2 separate regions of the Ovis aries genome follow, and region 1 is linked to region 2. Evidence: chromatin contacts called from public Hi-C data. All regions are on one chromosome and are shown on one strand. The core of a region is the stretch at or near the end of the contact, and the rest is flanking DNA. Distances in the headings are between cores, read along the strand shown.

The links. A called contact is a pair of places that touch in the nucleus more often than the background predicts.
Region 1: a contact with region 2 is called in a Hi-C map of tail adipose tissue, with 3 times the contacts expected there. The contact joins the promoter of GJA1 here to the enhancer-like site in region 2. A contact is called at or near these places in 2 of 16 Hi-C or Micro-C datasets (omental adipose tissue and tail adipose tissue).

The regions. Positions count from the first base shown.
Region 1 is chr8:17,031,225-17,035,760 of ARS-UI_Ramb_v3.0, reverse strand. It overlaps GJA1 (gap junction protein alpha 1), which reads left to right and starts at 1,392. Exons shown (of 2, transcript XM_004011159.5): 1 at 1,392-1,581.
Region 2 is chr8:16,840,171-16,844,605 of ARS-UI_Ramb_v3.0, reverse strand. LOC105612144 (a long non-coding RNA gene) reads left to right here. Exons shown (of 4, transcript XR_003590207.3): 4 at 3,250-4,435. Among named protein-coding and RNA genes, the nearest start is that of GJA1, 190 kb to the left of the region's middle. Within about 2 kb of position 2,170, at least 2 of the 54 cell types and tissues checked have an H3K27ac peak or open chromatin away from gene starts, as enhancers often do. A contact at or near this core is called in tail adipose tissue, where this site is marked.

The DNA.
Region 1 (4,536 bases), core at 143-2,642, 190 kb before region 2:
AGCATAGTCAGCAAATAAGAGAGCAAAACCGTGTCTTAATGCTACAACATTTCAGAAGGTGTTTTAGTAACACCTATTAAGGTGTTTTATTTTAAGGAAATGAAATTTAGGGGAGGGTATCTATCAGAAAACACTTGCTATCATCTTTTATTCTGATATTCGTACTAGTGACAAAAGAGTAAAGAGTATTAAAGCTGGATCAGTTTGCCTTGTTTCCAGAGAACAATGGCCAATCATTTCCAGAGAATTCCCTGCCCAGCCTCAGGAGCAGCACTGAAGCCAGTTTATGGGAAGTGTCCTACCACAGCCCTCTAGCACGGCACCTGGAGAGTCCTCAAAGAATCTGCCCACTCTAAGATTGAGGCCACATGACTCAGGCTATTATAAATCCTAAGCCAGAGGGCTGAAGAGAGAGGACCCTGGAAGTGGTGGGAAAGCACATAAGAACTGTATGTGGAGCTCTGCTGGCATCAGGCAGAAAACTATCCAGTGGGCTTTAAAAAGGCAGATGGTCTCAAGAAAAGTTGACAGTTTCGGGACCCACTCAATGTCAACTTAATGTGTGTATTTCACAAAAAATAGCCTGCCATTTCACTACAAAAGAGATTTCATTTTTTGTGAGTTGGCACGAATGGGGCTGAAATGGTATAAATTTTCAGTTCCCTGGAGATCTGGTAGAGGTCAGATATCTAGATCTTCATAGTCAAAATGTACTACATATAAAGTAGTTATATCTATCATTTTATAAAAAAATAAGTTGCAGTAAAGAATAAAATTCAAAGCTGTCAAGAGGTTGGGGGGGGCGGATTTGGGATGGGTATATCAGCATGAATTGTTCCTTTTTGAAATTTCTCTCCCATCTCCATTTCCTTTGTTCATTGTCCCTACTTAAACTAAGAAGAAAGGAATTCGCTCGTGAAAGAACTCACTCACACCCACCCACCTTCAACCTCACACACCTTAGTCCAGTAGGAAACAAAGTCTGCCCTGGCTATATTCTTTTCCACCACTTTAACTTACTACAGCACACATATATTACAGTAAGTAAACTTTTAGAAAAGGTTGTATTATTCTAAAACACACTACTTTTTGTTTTAATCCCCGAACTTTTGGTGAGAAAAGCACTAACTGAAACCCATAATTGTATTTGTTAGCAGTGACTTAAGCAGTGGCACTCACGTCTCCACTGCTACTTCGTCTCGTCAGCACATTTGCAGCACAACTTTGTCTGGACCTGGCTACTCCTTCTTTCCCCCACCCGTCCACGTTCTCCGGCCCGCTCTCCACCCCCCTGCCCGCCTTTCCTCTTCTCCTCCCCTTTCTTCTAGCCCCTCCCTCCCTGTTGAGTCAGTGGCTTGAAACTTTTAAAAGCTCTGTGCTCCAAGTAAGAAAAAAGCTTTTACGAGGTATCAGCACTTTTCTTTCATTAGGGGGAAGGAGTGAGGAAAGTACCAAACAGCAGCAGACTTTTAAACTTTAAATAGACAGGTCTGAGTGCCTGGGCTTGCTTTTTCATCTTACTTCATCCTCTGAGGAGTTCAATCACTTGGCTTGCCTACTTCACTTCTTTTAAGAGAAAGAGTAAGTTTTTAAAAGAACTTTACCTAACCGTGTCTTTTTCTAGCAAACTTTTCTAAAGTTTTTAAATGTGTTAAATGTAGCTTTCATATGACACAATAAAGGGAATGATGAACTTGAAAGTGTAGTTTTAAAGTTAAAATTAAACTTACGGTATTTACTCTTTGACTGCTGAAAAGTTTTTCTTTTAATAATGCAACAGGTAAATAAGATTCAGATCTTTCTGATGAGGATAGAGAACTAATTTACTGGATATTTCGTTTTCCATTTTAGACTATAATTTTGCTTTTGGGGGGTGATCAGTAACTGTCTAGGTGCTTTGTAACTTTTGGCGGGGGGAGGGCGAGGTTAGGGGCCTAGGTTGGGGGTTTGACTGACAACAATACAAAAATCAAAGTGCAAATTTGCTTAGCGTGCTTGCTATAGAATTCTACGCTTTGTGCTTTTTCATATGGAAATCTTGATTGATGTTCTATAGCCTTGCAAAGCAAACTTCTTAACAAAGTGCTTTGTTAAGATCTTGCGGTTACTTGACTTCCACGTGGTTCCTTCCTAGAATTTTACCCGGTAAACAAAAGGTATAAAAATCAGAGTTGTGATATTGAGGTTCTTAAAGCCACAGTAAAGGGTTACTTTATGTTAGCAGCACTATGGAAAAATCTTGAGACTCGCAAGAGAGCCACCATTGACTCGACCACGCTGGCAATTCAGGAGGTGAAATCCCTTGAATGGGTGATGGTTACTTACAAAGCATGAACAGAGGGCGAACAGAAGTTTAGGAAAGAGTGTATGCCTGGGTGCTTTTCCAAAAGGTCTCCTAAGGCAGGGGCTCCTAGAAAGAATAGGAATCGAAATTTCTTAAAACAGCCCCTTAGAGGGAGCTCCCCCCACCCCACGCCACCCCACCTTCCGCTTGTCCGATCCTGTAACAAACTTCAGACCTCTGGGGCAACTTTTTTGAGTCGCTGAGTGCTGCCAGCAGGCAAAGATAACGCGGACTTGTTATTTAAAAGGGTTCAATTTCTCATGCTTTTATGGGTAACACACATTCTGTTAGCTAGAAATACAACCTTGTGTTTTCGTGTCCGGTAGGGGTTTTGTCTGATCTAACTCCATAGACTGTTTAGTTTAAATTTTTGGTGTGACCCTGCAGTTTGAAGTATTTGCACCAGAGAAGGTTGAAAAGCAAAGAAAAATAAAAGCTTTGCGGAAGGAGGACGGGGGCCTGGGGCCCGGCGGGCGTAGGGTGCCTCCTGCCATCTTAGCATCCGCCCGGCTCGCCCGGGGCTCCTGAGCTGTCTGAGCCCTGGCGATTTGCAAAGGTTTGCTCAGAGGAGTCCTTCCGATCCTCTCTAGTCTAACCCGGCGCAGGTCCGAGTTCCGCCACTGGGAAGGAAGAGGGAGGGGGAGAGCGGCAGAGTGCTGGGGACTGGGGGTGGGCGGGGGCGGGGGGGGGCTATGGACTGTGTGCCAAATAGTAAAAAGAGGAGCGAATGATTAATTGAATTAACTGTATCAATCTAATTTCCCCTCCAACACCACCCCCACCCCCCGCAGTCTTTTTTTTTTCTTTTGAACTTGCTGAATCCTACTGTATAAACCGTAAGGAAACCTGAGTGCCTTGGGAATTACCTACCGTACCTAAATGGCACTTCAAACTCGTCTGTAAGTTCTCGAAACTTCTCAAGAATGGGGGTGGAGTGGGGAGAGCGGAGGAAGCCCCATCATGAGATGAGTAAAGTGCTAATGACGTGTCCGGAGGCAAATCAGTTCCAGAATTCGGGAACTCAAATCTTCCCTGGTTCCTAGCAGCGGCTCGCCCACCCTATTCTTTTGGCTAGTCATCCAAATATTTACAGAGCATCTCTGATAAAGCTTATCAAAAGTTCTCCTTAACCAACCTCATCCTCAGCCTAGGGCGTGCCTATTTTTCCTCTCTAGGAGTACAAAGTGGGGTTGGGAAGAGGAGAGTTATAAACTGTTGGAAAAACAGACGTGGCTTTACTTGGAGGTGGGTTTAATTTCTTTTGCTTCCCAAACCAAGTTGGTAATGAAAAGATGCTTAATTTCCCCCTCTGAAAACTGGACCCATATGAAGCTAGTCTAAAATGCCTTGGGCACTTTGACGAATAGATTATGAAAAAAAAAAAAATTAAAGGCCTGACTTGTCCAGGAATTGCTGAGAATAAAAACCTCTAGTAATGCAGAGATCTCATTAAATTAACTCCGTCTCAAAGAATGAAAAAAATCCAGGGAAAAAAACACTTCATGGAAAAGAGTAGTTAATTCCTCTATGTAGGCCAGGTTGCCTGAAATTTCCTCTGTCCTGGCAACGTGTATGTGTGGTGCTTTTTAGTTTCCGAAGTCAGTACAGTTTTCACCTGTCCTTTGCCTGCAAAATGCAGTGGTAATGCGTTGATCCTACTGCGGTGGCTTTGATCCTACTATGTTCCATATTTTTCTACTACCTTTTATGGTTTATCACTGCTGCCCCATCCCCTCCATTCCTGGCCCTTTACAGTGTAATTCTTACATTGCTCACCCTTCCTGGAAACAGTGTCAAAGCAAGCATCTGAAAGGGTGTGTTTTTAGATATTGAGAGTTGTTGTGTTACTTAGATGTGTTCAGTTCCTACCTAGAGGAGAATGAGAACCTCACAATAAAGTGCATTCCTTCATTTCTCTGGTGATGTCCAGAGATGCAGCTGGTATGAGCCTCAGCGCCTCTATATATACGATACCCGAGGGAAGGGAATGATAGGAAAGTCACCAGTGATTAATACCTCCTACTCCACCTTTCCGGTTCTGACTTCCCTTCAAGATTCTCAGTTGTTGAGATTGTGGAAGCGTATTTACACACGTTAGTTCAGTTCTGGAGAGACAAGTTATTATCTAGTGTTTACCATTAATGTCAGTATTCACTATAGATAAGTCAGGTTTCAAAAAAATCCCTGGAGTT
Region 2 (4,435 bases), core at 921-3,420:
AGATCTTGGATAGAAAATACTGGACCAAGATCTTAAAGGATAAATGGAAATTTGCTAAAGGACAAGAAGGGAGAGGGCTAAATCTTGGGAGAGTATTCTAGGACAGATTAATAGTGAGAATGAATGATTCCCAAGCTCTACTAAAAAGATTTTGGTTCTGGAGTCTTGCAATTTGTACTTTATAAAGCCCCACAGATTACTTCAGTGTGCTCTAAAAACTGAAATCCTGTAACAGAAACAGGTACTGCTTATGGAAAAGGGGGCTTCCCAGGTGGCGCTAGTGGTAAAGAACCTGCTTGCCAATGCAGGAGACATAAGAGACACAGGTTCAGTCCCTGGGTCTGGGAGATCCCTGGAGGAGGACATGGCAACCCACTCCAGTCTTCTTGCCTGGAGAATCCAGGAGAGAGGACAGAGGAGCCTGGCGGTCTACAGTCCATGGGGTTGCAAAGAATTGGATACTACTGAAGTGACTTAGCACGCGAACGTGGAAATAGGCAAGTAGCTGGAAGTACAACCTGTTGTTAAGCAAGGTAGAGGCTTTATAACAAGATCAAGATTTTGAAATTTGTTATGTAGACACATGGGAGCCCAGAGGCTTTTAATCATGGGAGTTACATGAGTGGTGATATCTGAATTTTAAGAAAATAACTAAGATGATGTGTTTAGGTAAGAGGAAGAAGGGAGATGCTAGAGGCAGGGAGACCAGGTAGGCTACCCTCATAATTTAAATGAAAGTTGGTGAAATCTGCCATAGGTCCCTGGAACTTGCCATAGAGGGATATTTGGAGGGAGACTAGACAGAGCTTAGTGCTGTGATATGAGTGAGAAGGACTCCAGATTTCCTGGATTTCTGAGCCATTGACAGACTTAGAATGAGTAGAAGAAACAGGTTGGTGTGGTTAGAGAGGATGCATCAACTTGCAGCTTTTCAAGAGCCCAAGGGACACAAACATGGATTTATCCAGAAGACAAAGGAAAATACAACCTTGAAGGCTTGAACAAAGTTTGGTGACTAGAAAATAAAGATTTTGAACCCATTACCTTACGAGTGGTATTTTGGAGCCCTGGGTCTTGGACTTGTTGGGAAAAGGTACTGATGTCCATGGAAGATGCTGAGTGAAACAGAAGAAAATATGAGCTGCATTTAAGAAATGTTCAGAGGAGGACGAGGTAATGAAAGTCATTCATTCTTTTATGCCAAGATGTTTAGAAATTCTTCCAAGATAGAGCAGTGTCTGTTGCTTCCTTTGTACCTAATTTCCAAAGCATTAGTACAGAACATACAGCAGGTATTTAACACTTGTTTTCTGCATTGATGACCTCCTGACATGTGTAAGAATCAATCTTTTGCCTATTAGCAATATTTCTGAAGTCTAAATGAAGGACTTAGAGCCTACTATAAAATACCAATGTTATTATTGATGAGTCAAAAAAAAGTATATCAAAACTGATCTTCTTGAGTAGTTTATTTTTCAGTGTTATAGCTCAACCTAAAATCCAGTTAATAAAAAAAAAACAAAACTTCAGGCATAAACTACTCACATGAATTTTCCAAGTGGTTTAAGAATCATATGTTGACAAAACTAACACAGCATTGTATTAGTGAATCAACTCTACTTCAATAAAAAATAGATGAAAAATTATACATTAACATTTCTATAGATATTTTACTCTTTTTTGCTAAAATTTTGGGATTGTTTTTTCCTCACAATAAAACATTAGTCCTAACCATTTTAAACATTTAAAAATGTATATGATACCATTTACATGGTTCTTGACAAGTATTAATGACATTTCAAAAGTCAAACCATCAACTATTTAATATCTTTCTAAGAAAATGATAGTATTTTGACAAAGTGATTCTTACAGCCACATGTCACTTATTTTTAACAGTTAGGCTAATTGAATGAAAGGCAACACTCAAAAATTGTAAGCTGTATGATCATTGTCTCATCAGATCATCCGGTAAACCAGAATAAACAAAAAACCAAAATTTTTCATAGATTATTAAGTGAAAGGAGGAAAACTAAAATCAGTTATAGGAAGGATCAACAATGGTGACTCATATGGCAGCTGGATGACCTTCAGACCAAGAAGACATGCAGATGTGTTGAAAGAGAAGAAGAAGAAAAGCACAGTATTTATTGGATATGGTGGCATCTTGCAGGATTCAGGCTCATAATTTCCTAAATGACTCAGTGGCATTGCACAACTGATGCTTTGCAAAAACCAGTTACTTAAGACAACTCCAAAATTACTAAATGTTGTTTTACTGGCCTGTGTTGTTAAAAGCATTCTCCACTTTACCCAAACAGACACCAGAATGGTGTATTTACCTGCTAGATCAACTAATCTCTATTTCATTAAAAATACTTTAAGAGCCTTTACCACACACATTGGTCATTTTAATTTTCTCCATAGGTCTAAATAATTGTAGAAGTCAGAGTCATTAACCCTTCAGTATTTCCTTTGTTATTCTGAGCTTCTTCAAGGGATGTTTTAGGCATGTGTTGAAAATAAATTTCAGCCAAATAGTTTTTATTCAGGTAGAGGCAAAAGGTATGGGGGACTTTAAAAAAAAATTAGAGCAAAACTGTTGTAATCTCCGAAAACAAAAACTTCAGTTTGGAAAAGTGGATTCTTTTTCAATTTACAGTATAAAAACAATCTTGAAAAAATAAATACTGTGGCTTACACAAGTTTCCACCTCTAAGATTGTTCTTCACAGAAAACCAAGCCACAAGAATATGTAAGAATTGATAGGGGGCAGGATTCTGATAGATATTTGTTTGATCAATTCATTCATTCTTGTTCACAACTATATAAATAATTTTATCAGGAACTAGAATAAAAGACAGTTAACAACTTTACACTCACAAACGGAAGGTTGCTTTTCACTTCCAAGAATTTAGTATTAGGTCAATCTTTATTGTAGTGGATAATTAACAATTTACAGTAAAAAGCATAAATTGTTTTCTGGCATGGGTTTTGCGTTCCTGGGAAAGACGCATACTGACTAGCATCACATCTGTTTACTCATTTATCTTAGCTATGTTAATAAAATTTAGGATGTTGTAACTAGAAGCAAGTGTTTAGTTTGCTAACATGCCTTTAGGAAATATACTATGTTTAGACAGACTTTTTAAAACAATCAGCTTCCGGACCAAACATCTGATAAACTGTAAAGCAAGAATAGATCCTTTAATTTTAGATGGAGTAATGGTGACTTATTTCCTCTCATTGCAGGTCGGTGGTGTCTTTTATCTACGACCAGTGTTGAGCGGGAAGGCACTGCAACCTGGCTTTGTTTGAACTAGGGAATGATGTTCAGAGCACTTCTAATGGGAACTGGCATCACAGCCTCATTTACTTATGAAGCCCTAACTCTTTTCTAATTAGTTTGTATATTACTAAAGGAGATAATTGTCTTTTATTGTATGCCAAAAGCATGATTTGGAAATAACGAATCCTAACATTTAAGTCAGTGTAAGAAATCTGAGTCTATGCCTCTAGTAAGCATTTGGAGATAGGTCTAAAATTTGTATTAGAAAAACATTTTCAAAGAGATATTCATCTCCTTTTTGCTTGTTCTCCCCCTAAATGAACAGAGGGATTTCTAAGATTTGGCTTGGGAAAAATGAACGGACAGTAACATTAGATCATTGCCCCCTGTTGTTTTTGTTTTTTTTTTTCCATTTTCTTCAAATCACCAAAGACTCTTAAATGACATAAATGTTAATTTATGACAACACAGCTATTGTGTTTGGTCACTTATAACAGCCAAATGATTGTGTGAAAATTCTAGCCTCTATTGTTCCTTTATTGGGAAAGTCTTTGAAAACCAAAATGATTTCTATGAACTTCAAAAAGGTGTGATAGCCAATTGTTTGAATGCCTGTGAGAGAATTCTCCCACTTACTCACAGAACAGAGTGTTGTCACGCTGGAAACTCAAATCTACACAGGATGTTACTGCCTGCACACGTGTCTGCTGCTGTGATGTGGGTAGTACAATACCTCCAGGTTTATAAGGAGATCTGTAAACAGGATGCTTGTAACAGCTACGGACACAGTGCCTCTCTTGTTAGAGAGAGAAAGGTTTGAAGGTCTTAATGGCTACATTCTACTGGAGTAAATATGAAAAACATGTTCAAATCCTTTTTCTAAAGATCTTTTATATTTTCTACATATATATTCCAAACACAAAATCCTATTTTAAGTCATAGACATTAATAAGATTATAGAATATTCCTCAAATATTTCAAGCAAAGCACACATAGAAGTTCCTTTTTCTTTTTAAGGGAAGCACTTCATTTTATGATAAATAAAAAATAAAGCACAAAGAGAGATTTGATTTGGATTATTCCTGAATTCTCTTCAGATCAAAGATAATGAGTTTATTATTCTGTGGAGTATACAGAAATGCCTTTTTG